Linked DNA regions of Mus musculus: region 1 is linked to region 2. Evidence: chromatin contacts called from public Hi-C data. All regions are on one chromosome and are shown on one strand. Each heading gives the region's core, a stretch centred on a gene start, on an enhancer-like site or on the middle of the called end of the contact. The rest is flanking DNA. Distances are from core to core; before and after follow the strand shown. Region 1 holds the start of Ccne1 (cyclin E1). Region 2 holds the start of Rab4b (RAB4B, member RAS oncogene family).

Evidence for each region. A called contact is a pair of places that touch in the nucleus more often than the background predicts.
Region 1: a Hi-C map of B cells shows a contact between it and region 2, with 6 read pairs. The contact joins the promoter of Ccne1 here to the promoter of Rab4b in region 2. A contact is called at or near these places in 2 of 39 promoter capture datasets (cranial neural crest and pre-B cells) and 1 of 484 Hi-C or Micro-C datasets (B cells).

What each region holds. Positions count from the first base shown.
Region 1 is chr7:38,105,744-38,109,516 of GRCm38.p6, reverse strand. It overlaps Ccne1 (cyclin E1), which reads left to right and starts at 2,027. Exons shown (of 12, transcript NM_007633.2): 1 at 2,027-2,195; 2 at 2,688-2,730; 3 at 2,834-2,921; 4 at 3,170-3,238. The coding sequence starts at 2,717.
Region 2 is chr7:27,176,860-27,180,963 of GRCm38.p6, reverse strand. Rab4b (RAB4B, member RAS oncogene family) reads left to right here and starts at 2,081. Exons shown (of 8, transcript NM_029391.2): 1 at 2,081-2,237. The coding sequence starts at 2,222. Mia (melanoma inhibitory activity) reads left to right here. Exons shown (of 4, transcript NM_019394.3): 1 at 1-42; 2 at 131-264; 3 at 685-795; 4 at 1,130-1,223. The coding sequence ends at 1,153.

The DNA.
Region 1 (3,773 bases), core at 778-3,277, about 11 Mb before region 2:
CAACCTGTGTTTTGCATTCTTGAGTGTGGGATTCTTGTATGCTGCTGTAAAGGCAAGTGACTTGTGACTTTTGTTGTGTAGTCTTTAATTCATCTGTTTTATTGTTAGGACATACAATGCCTGAAACTCTCATTCTCTGCTGCTGATGGGTCCATAAGGAAAGCTCTATCACTGCAGCAATAGTTCATTTATTGAGCATTTACTGTGTACCAGGCCTGGTACTGAGCCACCTGTTTCCCTTAATTCTCACAGCAAGTGTAGGCAGTAGATAGCTGTGGTCTGCGAACTAGGGTCACCCTGGAACCAGCATGATAGCTTTATTGTTAAATTCTTAGGGCTGGGCTTTAACTTTAAAGGGCTTAACCCAAAGTTTCACTTTAAGTTTATCATCTGCTGTTGAATCCAACAGGGTTTGGAGAATATGGGGTCTGGGGCTCAGTCTGCTTATGACATCCTCAACAAAATCTCAGCAGCCTGGGACATCACCATTATGCTAGTCAGGACCTATGGGAAGGGCACACTCCACTTTGACTTCCAGAAGAGAGTCACTGGGAGCAGAGACAGGCTTACCCCGAGGAAGGTCCCCAGAGGTATTTAGACCCCGCCTTTCACACTTCTACAACTTGAGTACAGGTCTTTCTTTGCTAGCAGTCAATGTGCTCAAGGCATTCGTCTCAGTAGCCTGTATGTTCCACAGACCTGGGTCAGTGTGGGTTTCTTTTCTCTCTTTCTTTCTTTCTTTCTTTCTTTCTTTCTTTCTTTCTTTCTTTCTTTCTTTCTTTCTTTCTTTCTTTCTTTCTTTCTTTCTATATCATTTACTAACATAAGGGAAGTGACCCTTTTGGTCCAAGATACAGAAGGGGCAACGGGATAAGAAAACAGAGTGAACAAGAGATTGGAAGAAACAAGTGCTTTGCCATAGTTTAACACTGGAGGGGACGTCCTGGGGAAAGGTACGCCGGAGAGGAAGTGGTTACCAAAGACCTTCAAGTTTTCCGGAAGCACAAACAGCTGGAATGGGTCAGAAGAGAGTAAAGCAAGCTCTGAGGCTCTGGGGTGCGAAAGGGCACCGGATGCTGGATCCAGCAGCTCGGGCGGAGGGCTGAAGGTCAGGTCTGGGGTGGGTGAGGGTCACTTCACGTTTGTGAGGCATGTGCATACTCTGAGGTTGATGAAAACACTTGGAGTAAAATTATAGGCTGGAGACTGCCTCACCTCATGGGGACCTAAGGGTCAGAGAGGCTTTCTGCAAACGGGTTGGGCCCATGTGTGCTAGAGGCACAGAAATGTGCTTGGGTAGCCTAATGAATGAATGAATGGGTGGATGAATGGACCAGAAACACTGACAGGTTAAAGGACCTGCTGCTGGTCCACAGGAGACCTAACAGCAGCAGCCTGAATGCTGGTTCCGGTCCCAGGAGCCACAAGCTGTTGTGACCTTGGGGACACCCACGCGCCGGACTCGGCCCGGAACTCTGCGTCTCAGGGGCGGGGAGGACGAGTCAGGAGGGACAGTGCGCGCGCGCGGGAGACCGGCGGATGACGGGTTCTTAACTCCGGGCCCTCCCGTGCCTCACTCCAGTCAAGCCCGGCCGCCGATCATTGCGATCTGCCCTGCTGACATTCCACTTGGGCGGCCCATGCCGCTCCTCCCGGCCCCGCACGCTCAGAATCCTTCAGGCGCTCGCGCCAAGATTCTCCCGCGTCAGCGAGCCCGCCCCGCAGCCGCGCGCGCCAGACGACTCTCCCGCGTCCCGCCCCGCGCAGGCCCCGCCTACCACGTCCGCACCCCGCCCCCGGCGCGCAGGCCCTGACATCTAGCCCCACCCCTTTAGTGCATGCCACGCCCGTAAAAGAACACGCCCCCCGGGAGGCCACGCCCCCACCAGAGCTCCTCGCTGGTCCGCGCGGCGACGGGGCGGGCCCCGGGCCTGCGGCGGCCGCTGAGGGGCTCGCAGCCCTCGGGGCGGGGCGCGAGGGCGGGACGGGGCCGGTGCCGCGCGCTGGGATTTTTAAATGTCCCGCTCGAAGCCGGGCGCAGGAGCAGCCGGCTCGACAGCCAGCGCGGTGTAGGGGGCAGGCGCGGATCCCGCCAGCGCCGCGCGCTCGGCCGCCGCCTCCCGCCTCCTGCTTCCCGCTCGCCGTCGGCCTCCTGCCCGCTCGAGCGCGCCTGCCTGCGGCGGACACAGCTTCGGGTACGGGCTGCCTGGACTCCCGGGACTCCCGGGACTCCCACGACTCCCAGGCGTCCGGACCGGGTCCGACCAGACCGGACCGGGCCCGGGTGGGGGTGGGGCGAGGCCGGGTCACCCGGTCCCCTGAGGTATCAGCTCGGGGTGCCCCGGCCGGGGTGGCTGTGAGAGACGGGTCAGGGGTAGGTGTAGAAAGGGACACTGAGGCAGCCCCGGCCCCGAGGACGGTGATGGAGCGGGGGGTCCTCTTGAAGGGCGGCTGGGCCTCCATCCCCAACCTCAGGTTCGGACCCAGGGTCGCAGGCTGCTGGCGGCGCCTGCGGGTGACAAGCCACCCGGGCCCATCGGCCATTTTCCCGGCCGGCCTCCGGGCCCAGGAGGCTCCCGCCGCCGCCGCCCGCGCGGGAGGGGGGAGGGGTGCCCGGGACGAACTGGAAGACTCAGGTCCCCTCTGCGGGCCGTGCTCACCACGATGCTTGCTTGTTGTCCTCCCAGGTCTGAGTTCCAAGCCCAAGTCCTGAGCCATGCCAAGGGAGAGGTGAGTGGCCTCCCTGCTGCGGGAGGGTAAGGGTGAGTAGCGGTGGGGGAGGGGCGGCCTGAGTTTTTGGGGAGCAGCACCCCATGACACCATGCCCTTGCAGAGACTCGACGGACCACAGCAACATGAAAGAAGAAGGTGGCTCCGACCTTTCAGTCCGCTCCAGAAAAAGGAAGGCAAATGTGGCCGTGGTGAGTACAAAGGATACAGGTTGGGAAGGGGACAGCCCACCCCCCCTTCCATCTTACCTGGGTACCAAATTTGGTTCTTCTTACCTACTAGTGAAAAGAATTAGTTGAGAGAGAGGTTTCCTTTAGTTGAATGTCGTTCATGACCTAACAAACATTTCCCCCTTTTTCTCTTGTGTTTTTTGTCTTTGGGTCGCACCATGTGGACCCATGGTGGACCGGGATTTTTTTTTTTTTTTTTTTTTTTTTAGTTTTTGCAAGACCCAGATGAAGAAATTGCCAAGATTGACAAGACTGTGAAAAGCGAGGATAGCAGTCAGGTAGGTCTGCTGCCTACAGGGTATTCTGCCTCCTGGGTTCCAGGTTTTCTTTCTTCCAACTTTCCCAAAACAGAGCTGCAGGCCACATGGCTGAACCTCTGAAGCTTGTCAATGTGGCCTGGTCTCAGTTGGGCCTGGGGTTGTGGGAGGGGTTTGTGTTTCCTGAATGGCACCTTTAAGGTTACAGGTACTGATACCTGGAGGAACCAGAGTGAGTGTATAATTTGGTCCTTTCTAAGCCCAGGGGGAAACTGAGTCTTATTAGAAGGTAACCCAGAGTCCTTTGCAAACCCAGCAGAGCTGGGCCTGCAGTCTTACTGCGGAAGGCTAGTTGGGGGATAGGACTCCCAACTCTTTCTCCCTTGTCCATTCTTGTGACTTTTCCTAATCCCAGCAGTAGAGAAGCAAGGGCAGGCCCTCTGAGTTCCACGCCAGCCCAGACCGTAGAGTGAGACCCTGTAGCAAAAACTAAACTTTTCTCCTATGCAACCCAGAATGTTCCACCATCAGCTCACTACATTGATCACTGCTGTCT
Region 2 (4,104 bases), core at 832-3,331:
AGCTGGCTGACTGGAAGCTGTGTGCGGACGAGGAATGCAGCCGTAAGAGTCAGGGAACAAGGGAAGGGGGCTGAAGGCTTGGACTGCTAGTCTGTTTTGCAGTTGCTGTCATTTCCTTCTCCCTCCCCAGATCCTATCTCCATGGCTGTGGCCCTCCAGGACTACGTGGCCCCTGATTGCCGCTTCTTGACTATATATAGGGGCCAAGTGGTGTATGTCTTCTCCAAGTTGAAGGGCCGTGGGCGCCTTTTCTGGGGAGGCAGTGTGAGTCTTCAGAGAGTGATAATGGGAAGGGTGTGGGGTTTGTTTGGGTTTGTAAAGCCTTGTTTTCCATATGAAGGGAAGATTTGGGGGGAGGGGAAAACGAGATTTGGGGGAAGGAAGGACATTTTATTACTTATTGCATTTTTTTTTTTTTTCTTTAGAAATTACAGAGAAGCTTAGCGCCAAAGCTCTTTTTCATACCCGGGATACAACAGTGAACAAAGGGGTAGAGGCAGGCAACCAGCAAGCCATCAAAAGTGGCAGCAAACATGACATTGTGAGGATTAGTTGTAGTGGCAACATTCTATCCATGAGCAAATGGCATTTAAGCTGAGATTCAAGTAAGAGGGAAGATTGTACACAGGCGTTCAGCAAGCATAAGTGCCGTTTCCCCAGATGGACTTTTAACTTCTTCTCCAGGTTCAGGGAGGTTACTATGGAGACCTGGCAGCCCGCCTGGGCTATTTCCCCAGTAGCATTGTCCGGGAGGACCTGACTCTGAAACCTGGCAAAATTGATATGAAGACCGATGTGAGTGTCTTGGGGGTGGAGGTGGGAGTAGGATGATAGTTCCTTTATTTGCTTACCTGTTTATGAGAAGTAATTATTTTTGTTGTTGGTATGTACCCAAGCTGGCCTCAAAATCACTAGCCTCCAGTTTCAGCCTCCTGAGGGCTGCTGAGTTTACAGGCCCTGCCCAGTGCTGAGTGATCTCTAATTGGGAAATGGCAGAGGGTGCAGTACTGGAAGCTAATGTGTTCATTTCTGGGTGATCAAACCTAGTCCTTGCAGCTATAACTTTGTTAGAACCACTAGGCGCATTGCAATGTCATCACTGGTTGGTTTTCTATCTACTCTTTTTCAGCAATGGGATTTCTACTGCCAGTGAGCTCAGCCTACCGCTATCCCTGCAGTTACCCTTCCGGCTCTATGCAAATACAGCAGCCAATGGCAAACTATTTGTCTCTTTGGTTTTTGGGGTTGGGTGGGTATGTGCAAAGAATGTTTCACGGGTTTCTGAATATAGCCAATTAATGCCCTGAATGTTGTAACGTCAGTGGCTACTAGGCAGAATTTCACTTTGCAAGCCCTTTGCTCCAAGGTAAGGTTTGGGACCCCCAAGCAAGGGGGTAAACAGTACAATATATGTACGCTTTCCTCTCTTTTAAAGGGAGTTGAATCATTGGTATGAGCCAATAGATCCCGAGAAGCGCATAGAACGTACAGTTTTTTTGTTTTGTCTTTGTTTTGAGGGTTTCTCTATGTAGGCCCTGACTGTTCTGAAACTCACTATGTAGACCAGGTTGGCCTTGAACTCAGCGATACATCTGCCTCTGCTTCCTGAGTACTGGGGTTGAAAGCATGCGCGACCCCAGAGCCCGACCAACAGAGGTTTTTCTTGTAGATAGGGATAAATGTGCGCGTGTCCTCAGCTTTCCTCTTTCCGGTCTATGGGGTTAGAAATTACACTCAGCAGCCTGAGATCCATTCTTCCAACTCTGTCCATCCTGCCCTTGCTCCTTCTTGGCATTCTTGTCCCCGCCCCGTGCCTACGTATAACCAATACGGAGTCTAGTCTCTGCTCCCCGATATTTGACCAAATCCGTTCCACCGCTAGGGCAGCATCTCTGCCTCCGCCCTCTCCCACTTGCTCCACCAATCGCTCTTCTATGTCACGCCCCTTTTGACTCGGCCCCTCTCATGCCACCAATCCGCGCCGCTTATCCCGCCCACTGCCTCCTGAATCCACCAATCACTGCGTTGGGCGAGCGTGGCCTGGTATCCGCAGCTCCGGAGGCTCGCGCGGGAGGGGGGGGGGCGGTGAAGGCGGAAGTGGCGGCGCCGGGTCCAGAAGTGGAAAGGAGCTGAGGCTGCAGCCCGAGTGGAGCGGCTGCCAGCCGAGGAACAGGCGCGGCTGCGGCGCCATATTGCGGCCCTCAGCGGTCGCCACTGAGCCATGGCCGAGACCTACGGTGAGGCTGATGGGCCGAAGCAGGGGGGGCTGGGCCCGTAGTGGATGTGGATGTGGAAGTGGGGCGGGGCTTTCTGGTCAGGTGGGCGGGGTCTGCCCGGATACGGGGCAGGGCTAAGTGGGTCTGGGGCTGAGCTAATCGATTTGGGTGGAGCTTGAAGAGGCCGCTGTACGGGTTAAAAAGATCTAGGGCGGGATTTAAGGGACCTAGTCTTGGTAGATTAGGGTAGGGGGTAGGCCTTGAAGAGGGAAGCAAGCCTTCCTGGGCGGAGCATGAGTGGATAGGGCGGGGCTGACGGTGACCAGCAAGGGTCAGGTTTTATGGACTACAGAGAGAGCCTCACAGATGCTGTGCACCCTGCACACTCTGTGGGCTGATCTGGTTTGAGAGGGCTGGAGTGATGTTCTTGAGTTATAGATTTGAAACTTAGCGTCAAGAAATGCGGCATAAGTTTAAGGATAGAGGCCAGGGGTTCTGGACAGAGGATGGGGAGACAAGGTTCAGAGTTAGGCAATCAGTATGGATGTACAGTGTCAGGTGGGTAGAGGTAGGTTGGAAGGCAGTAGAAATCTCTGACGACAATCAGAGACAGCTCCATTCATTGAACACTCATAGAAAAGCCACAGAATCTGGTGCACACTTACCAGAGGAGGTAACCAGTTTAGGACATAGGCCCAACGTCAGAGGCCTTGACAGAGTGAATGAGTGAGAGGGGGTAGGAGGTGAAGTGAAGAGGAATGGAGGTCAGATTTAATTCTTGTTGAAATGGCTTTTGAAATGCATCAGGTAAGGTCTTGCATTGTGGAGACCTTTAGTTTGGGTTTGTAGCTTAGCTGTGCCTAGCTGTGTAGTCTTGCTTTCGTCAGTTAACCTCTCTGGCCTCATTTTCCTAGTCTGGAAAGTAGAAGTCCTTAGTATACTTCCTTCTTTCCTTTTTAAATATTTATTTAATGTATATGAGTACATTGTAGCCGTATTCAGAGCCACCAGAAGAGGGCATTGGATCCCATTATAGATGGTTGTAAGCCACCATGAGGTTGCTGGGAATTGAATTCAGGACCTCTGGAAGAGCAGTCATTGCTCTCAACTGCTGAGCCATCTCTTGAGCTGTATAATTTTATCTTTAGAGCTTTATTTATGATTAAATGAGTCTTTAGGACTGTGATGGGCATGTATATGGTAAACACTATATAAAAATAATTTTGTGTGCTATAACCCTCTCATTTGGGAAACCGAGGCAGGAAGACTGCTTCAAGTTAGAGGTCAGCCTGGACTACAGAGTAATACTCTTTTTCTTTTCTTTCTTTCTTTCTTTCTTTTTTTTTTTAAGACAGGGTTTCTCTGTGCAGTCCTGGCTGTCTTGGAATTCACTCTGTAGACCAGGCTGACCTCGAACTCAGAAATCCACCTGCCTCTGCCTCCCAAGTGCTGGGATTAAAGGCGTGCGCCACCACTGCCTGGCCAAAGTAATACTCTTAAAATAAGAAAAAGAGAAAGAAAGAAAAGTGCAGTGTGCTGGCACTTCCAGCAGTGGGTAGGCTGGGGCAGCAGGATTGCAGTTCAAGACCAGATAGTGAGTCCCTGAGTAGGAAAAAGACAGACAGACAGACAGACAGCAGTGGGTAGGCTGGGGCAGCAGGATTGCAGTTCAAGACCAGATAGTGAGTCCCTGAGTAGGAAAAAGACAGACAGACAGACAGACAGACAGGAAGGAAGGAAGAAAGTAGAGGATGGCAGCACAGTCTTTTAGAGGCTGAGGTAGGAGGAGTGCTTGGAGTTTGAGGACAGCGAGGTTAGTCTGGAATACATAGTGAAGCTTTGTTTCGAATATCAGTAATAATAATGAAAAAAGAAAAAAGAGTCCTCT